Regions from separate parts of the Hordeum vulgare genome. Here region 2 is linked to region 1. The links are chromatin contacts, called in public Hi-C maps. All regions are on one chromosome and are shown on one strand. The core of a region is the stretch at or near the end of the contact, and the rest is flanking DNA. Distances in the headings are between cores, read along the strand shown.

Region 1 (3,343 bases), core at 312-2,811:
ACTCTTACTTATCGAAAGGATTACGATTGATCTCCTATATTTGTGGGTCATCAATCGACGAGCGAAGATGAAGATCCGCTCGGAAGAGCTGAAGTGCATCCATATTTGAAGACGGTTCTAGGGCTACTTATGGTGTCCTGGCTAAGGGATCTCTCACCACATCATCTCCTGGCCAGGTGGGCCGAGTTGAGGACCTGCATGTCGTTTCAAGAATGGCCCATGCCAGAAGGCCCCTGGCGTATCAACGAAAGGCTCCCAAAGACTTGACATGTAGCCCAAGATGTCAGATTCGTCATAGACTCTATTTCCACATACGTAGCCTACTAGGACAATGTAACCCTAGCCCCCTCGGTATCTATAGAAATTGAGGGGAGGGCCCATAGAGGACACACAATAATCTCAGGGTAGATCATACGTACTAGAGTACTCCAATCAAAAGCAATAAACACAAGCATGGCATAGTATCTTAACTTTTAGGAGAGCCCAAATAGGGCTAAAATATCGTGTGCTTGTTACTTTCATATTTGGACGTTTAGATCGAGACACCCTACCCAAGATGTGCTGGATTTTGCTTTATCACAAGGTGAAGAGTCATGTCGCCACCTTTATCATTGTTCTTCTAGGTACTAGCCACTTTGGCCGCGTAAGTCGAGCAGTAAAAAAGACATGACATCATGGGATGCCCACAAGGGAGACTCACCAATCCTCGAGGCGAGGGGGAGGGGTCTAGCGATGACTGGGGCAGGTTCCTGGGGACACCGGTGTTTAGGGCCTCCCTAGCTTTGAACACGTGGCGACCCCTGTCTGCATTAGTTGACACGTGCGGCTAGGACGCGAGCATGACCCATCCCCCCTAATCTGGGGACCCTTATCCTCTGTATTGCCAAGGGGATGCCGCACCTATGGTGTTCCAAAAAGTGCATGGACATTTTAAAGACATGTGTGTTATGTTAGAGGGAGAAATATGGAGTGTGGATGAGTAAATATATATTGGGTAAATTTAATTGACTATATTGCATGTATCGGGTCTTAACACTAAGAGCCCGCCCCCTCCTCTCCCCCGTCGGCTGCATTGTTGGCGACAAGAGGAATGGGACCCTTCGTTTCGTTTTTCTTTACCTCATTAGTTTTGTTTTCGTGGAGACATCGAAGAGGTGGTAGCGACAAATGTCGTGTTTGAATAGAGTCTTGATGGCCTCTTCTATCTTGGCGACATCCGATCCGACGCAAATAATGGCTCGTGAGAATTTGTGTTGTTAAATATATTGGCTCTCTTTGAATCTTAGTCGTTGCGTAATTGGTTGTCTTTTGGTGTGACGACTTCAGCATCCTCTTACGTGTTGTCATACGACATGGTCTAATTTCTTTAACTTTGATGTCTTTCCTTAAAGAAAGAAAAAAAAAACGTCTAAGATGCTCTTCATCCTGCGTGGCACTTGGTTCGAGTCGAACACTGTGATCGCCACGCACACGGGATGGAAAGCTGTCACCCCATTGGTCGAATTCGCTGGAGGACGCCTCCTCGCGCCACGTGGACTCGGTCGCGAAACATCTCGATTTCTCGGCCCGCTTCTCCATAATCGGCGGCACTCCCCGATGGCTACAACTCTCTTTCCGCCACCGCTTCCCTCCAAATCGAACCAAAATTCAACCCGAGGAATCCCTAAAGAAGCGAGCCTGACCGATAATCTTAACCCAGAAAGCTCAGCGCCGAGGAGCGAAACCCGAATCGAAGCAGTGCGCGATGGGGATCCCAATCCGATCTCTCCTCGTCGCCTCTCTCGTCCTCAGTTCGATCGCCCTGCATGTCGCGGCCAAAACCTTGGATCCCTACAAGGTGAGTGATTGCGTCAAAAATTCGCATGATTTGGGGCTATATAGCTAATGTGATTTCGGCTTTTGACAAATTCAATGTCAACTAAACGCACCATGAGCTGAAGCGATGTGTATGAATGCTTTTCTCAGAGGCTAGAACCCGATAGTGTACCATGGTGGACCTTAATTTTGTTTATCGGTTGCCGTTACTAAATGTAGAGGGGCTGAAAGTGATAAAACTGTGCTTCCATTTCAGCCGTTTTGCACCAAATAGGCGTCCAGATGCTTATGAACTCTGACATCCCTTCTTAACATCAAGGTGTTAAGAAGGTGTTGTTAACACACTATTGGTATATCTTAACATCACCCCTTCTTTTTCTGGTTGCAGGTTCTTGGGGTTGACAAGAATGCCAGCCAAAGGGATATTAAGAAAGCTTTTCACAAGTATGTTTCCAGTTTTTCGATTTGAGGAAAACATATTATGATTATGTTTTAACCCTCATAGTTTAGCATCCGATTTTTATTTCTATTTTCTGGTGTCCACAGGCTTTCGCTAAAATACCATCCTGACAAGAATAAAGAGAAGGGTGCACAACAGAAATTTGAAGAGATAAATAATGGTAAGACACCCAACTATGTCTGTTCAAAGTACCGGTATTAATACCTCGATTCATTTGGCATTTTAGACATAGTTCAGTTACCTCCAGGCACACTCTGACTCTGAGTGATGCATGTTGCCCCTTGAGCTTTTCAGGGTTTACGAAATTTTGTCCAATTCATGTTCTTGCCTGTGTTTATTTTACATTTGCTTCTCTTTGCAATTGATTTATCAGTCCACCAAGGACTTCTGTAACTCCTGTTAGTGAATTGTTTTTCATTCTGTGGTGAAGAAGAGGCAATAAATTGAACTATGAGCGCATCCTTTACTGTCACTCTGAATTTTCTAATGTGCATTGGTGTCATGTTTGCAGCACATGAGATTTTGTCCGATGAAGAGAAGAGGAAAAACTATGATCTCTATGGTGATGAGAAGGGTAACCCAGGTATGGGTGCTGGAAATTTTGGGAGCCATGACTTCACTGGTGGTGGCCCCAGGACTACCTATTTCTCATCCGGTGATGGATGGCAGACAATGGGTGGTCAGGGAAATTCGAAAACATTTTCCTTCTCATTTGGTGGCAACCCTGGAGCTGACGGTGGCAATCCATTTGGCTTTAATCTTGGTGATGTTTTTTCCAACATGTTTGCTGGTGGATCAATGGGAGGTGGCCAGCATGGTGGATTTGCTGGTTCTGCCAGACCCAGTGCAAGAACTTCTGGTCAGCAGAAAAGCCCTGTCACCATTCAGGAGGTAACGATGCAAACATTCAACAAAGAAATAGCTGACCAAGGAATAACTTGGCTCCTGTTATTCTATACACAACAAGCAAAAGGTCAATTTGTGCTTGAAAGTGTTCTGGAGGATGTGGCTCGTTCATTGGATGGTGCAGTGAGGGTAAGCTGATTAAGATTATATAATAATTCTGGT
Region 2 (3,343 bases), core at 500-2,999, 230 kb before region 1:
AATCAAAAACTGAACGAACCTGCATAACAAAATTTACAAGTTTGATATATACCTGCCAAAATATATTTTCAATTTTGAAGAACTAAGCCACAATTTGCTAGTACAAGTTTAGGGCCTCTTGTATTGTCTAAATTCATCGAATTATACCCGCTATTACAACAAATAATAGTACAGTTTTATATACAATCCAAATCCTTTTTGCTTAAGGCGAAGAGTTATATCGTCACAAAATGTGAACACTTGAAATACAGCACATCCTCTAACTGGCTCAAAATTAATTAGCGAGAATGACAAAGAAAAAACTTACAGAAGTACAAAAGATCAAGAGGTAAGGCAGTGCTATACATTACTGACTACTGATAAGGACATGCAAAGCAATGCCATGAAAATATGTCGCTGAATGATACTCCCTCTGTACCTAAATACTTGTAGTGTTCTCCCCAGCTACAAGTATTTAGGTACAGAGGGAGTAGTATACAGGAAGAGTACTACGCTAATGATCTTTGTGGCATTCAGGGCGTACCTACCAATACCTAGGGGGTGCACCGGACACTGTCCAAAAATATGTTCTTTACTATAATTGATGCAAATTTAGGGTGTGACATCCCAAATATAGAAGAGATGCATGTATATTTTATAAGAGGATACCAGGACATTTTGTTTGTAGGTCAAATATAAAAGAGATGCATGTATATTTTATAAAGAGGATGCCAGGACATTTTCTTTCTAGGTCCGACACTGATGCCGTTCTACTATGGCGTTTAAAGTCAAAGGCCGGTATGACACTAGATCAACCCGGAGTACTGCTTAGTTAAACCCACTGCCCACAACAAACTTGGCTTGAGAACACGCAATCCATAGATCCATAGCCTGACAGCAACCAATCCTTTTGAATGATGCACGATAAAAAAAACACAAAAGCTGCACAGATGATAGGGTGTTCGGTGCTCACTCTCCACCGATCCAAAGCGGATGGCGAACATCTCCTCCTTGAGCTCACAGTCGGCAAAATCCAGCGCGTGCCACACGCACGACTTGTCGCTCCCGGCGTGCTCCTGCATCTTTGTAGTCGCCACAACTGCACACCAAATACCAAGATGTCAAAAAACACCGCCCATCCATCTAATCTGCAAATCGAAATCACCACCGAGAATTATCCCCCGAAAAGGCCCAAGCAAAGAAGTACCGAGGTGATTGGCGCAGATCTTGAGGGTCTTGGCCTGTCGCATGACGAGGCGGACCTTGGAACTCTCCTTGTGCTTGAGCAGCTTGACGGTGCCCGTGCCCCGCTCCTTCCACTGCCCCCCGTCCTTGTCGAATCTGTACAGCTTCGCTTTCCTACGGACACAAGAAGGAACACCGAACCAGACGCGTCAGACCTAGATCAAAGCCGAGAACGATCGGATCGGGCCAGATCGAGCGAAGTAACGGCGAGGGCGGCGGCTTACATGTCGAGGAGGACGTCCTCGTCCTCTTCACCGGTGGTGATGGCAACCTCCTCAAGCTTCACGATGGGAGCGATTTGGGCGCCGGTGTCCTCTTCCTCACCCGCCGCCGCGGCCTCCTCCTCCTCCTCGCGGTGCTCCGCTGGATCGGCCATTGCGGGAGTAGGGCTTGGGGCGGCGCTCGCTTGCTCTACCAGAGTTGTTGCTACCTGTTGCGGCCGCCGCGGTGGAGAGGAGAGAGAAACCCGAGCCGGGGGGTTATAAAAGCAGCATGGGGCTGGACCGTGCGCGCTGGAAAGAGGTCGGATTGGGGAAAGCAGTACCCCTGGTAGGGTTTTGAGTCGCGTCTCCGGGGAAAGCATTAGTAGGGTGTTGATCCGAATTCATTTTTCTGATTTCATGGGGTTAATATCAGAAAATTCATACTTTAAAAAACTATTGCATATTTATTTGTTTATTGCCTATTAGTGGATACTTAAATCACAGTCATTTCACATGTTCAAGTTTTGGTGTAGTTTTGGGGAAACATTATATAGTGCAGCAGGAGGCGTGATTCCATTAAATTACATGTGTCAAAAGTGTATTTATTCGGAATACTTTCTCAATATTTGTTTTAGATCAGTGTCCTATTAGTGCAACCAGAAGTGTGATTCCTATTAGGATCGTGCAGTTAGTTGCGGGTGCCTTGGTTGACGACTCGGAGGATGACGATGGCGATCCATCGCCTCCACCGTCGTCATCGTCCCTCCCTTCCTCGCCGTCATAAGATGTTTGTGAGCGCCTTGGTGATAGCCCTGCGCGAGGTGGTGGGCGTCCTAGGACAAGGCGGCAGGAGGATCAGTGCAGGCCACCAGCCCATGACGGGGGAGTCTTCGTCTGTGTCGCACTACCGATATGGCAATTCCAAATCCACGCATGGCTGCTCCAATTTCAAACACTGTTGGTTGTGGAGGGTGTCACGCTTTCCATCTGTCACGCGAACGTCATCGGTAGGACTCAAAGCATTGTGCATGCCATTGGACATAGCGCAGATGGACCGCCTACCACATGTCGACGCATGGCGAATTCTATGGCGAGAGATCACGTGGTAAGTGTGGAAAGCAAAGTCGATTAGTTTGGGACCAGGCAGCTCTCGTCGTTTTGTGCCTCTAGCCCCATGTGACCGGTTTCGGAACACGACATATGAGAGGTTCGCTTGCATCACGTGGTAGTGGAACATGTGGCGGCTAATAGGAACTCACTTCAAGATCCGGTGCAGACAAACAGGCAAGTTTATGTGGGATCACTGGAGTTGGTGGTTACTGATGGGACTCGACGCATGCAACCTACCATGGCTCTCAAGTGAATCCAATGCATGTGCTTGACGGGACGGAAAGCATGCAAGTGATAACCCATGAGGTCCCCTCTACTGTCGCTCGCCTGCACGATGTCTCTCATTCGTTTGAAGGCATGCCAAGTGAAGACAAGATGGCAACTATGCATGCATGGGATACATTCATGGTTAGTCTTTCGGAGGAGGTCTCTACAACTTTATCAAATGATGGAACGAGCACACCGACTACATAAAAGTGTGCACGAGTCCAATACATGTGCCCGCCTAAACGCTTTTTCGTGCCCAAGTACAACGCACGCTATCTCCCATCCTCCTCACACCTATGAGCCGTGCACCACCGAAGTCGAGGCGCCCAAGGTAGCAAAAGTAGATCACGAGCACCACACACAGGCGTAGCGTACGCTTGGCTAAGGGCCTAAATTGTGGATTTGTGGCCACCAAACAACAACAAACAATCATAAGGGAACTCTACCTGGTAAATGAAGGAAACACCATCGGGGGCGTGCATTGCAGGTGTACTTTGTTTGTCCGACTACCCATTAAATGATACCCAAATCACGGCAAT

The links. Hi-C and Micro-C count contacts between places; a contact is called where the count stands out from the background.
Region 2: a contact with region 1 is called in a Hi-C map of seedling, with 5 times the contacts expected there. The contact joins the promoter of LOC123448903 here to the promoter of LOC123446597 in region 1. A contact is called at or near these places in 3 of 6 Hi-C or Micro-C datasets (leaf and seedling) and 1 of 1 datasets of contacts at active chromatin or transcription factors (embryo).

What each region holds. Positions count from the first base shown.
Region 1 is chr4H:449,611,826-449,615,168 of MorexV3_pseudomolecules_assembly, reverse strand. LOC123446597 (dnaJ protein ERDJ3A) reads left to right here and starts at 1,561. Exons shown (of 7, transcript XM_045123174.1): 1 at 1,561-1,837; 2 at 2,204-2,259; 3 at 2,362-2,435; 4 at 2,787-3,310. The coding sequence starts at 1,745.
Region 2 is chr4H:449,838,926-449,842,268 of MorexV3_pseudomolecules_assembly, reverse strand. LOC123448903 (ran-binding protein 1 homolog a-like) reads right to left here and starts at 1,749. Exons shown (of 4, transcript XM_045125938.1): 1 at 1,449-1,749; 2 at 1,187-1,338; 3 at 953-1,078. The coding sequence starts at 1,600.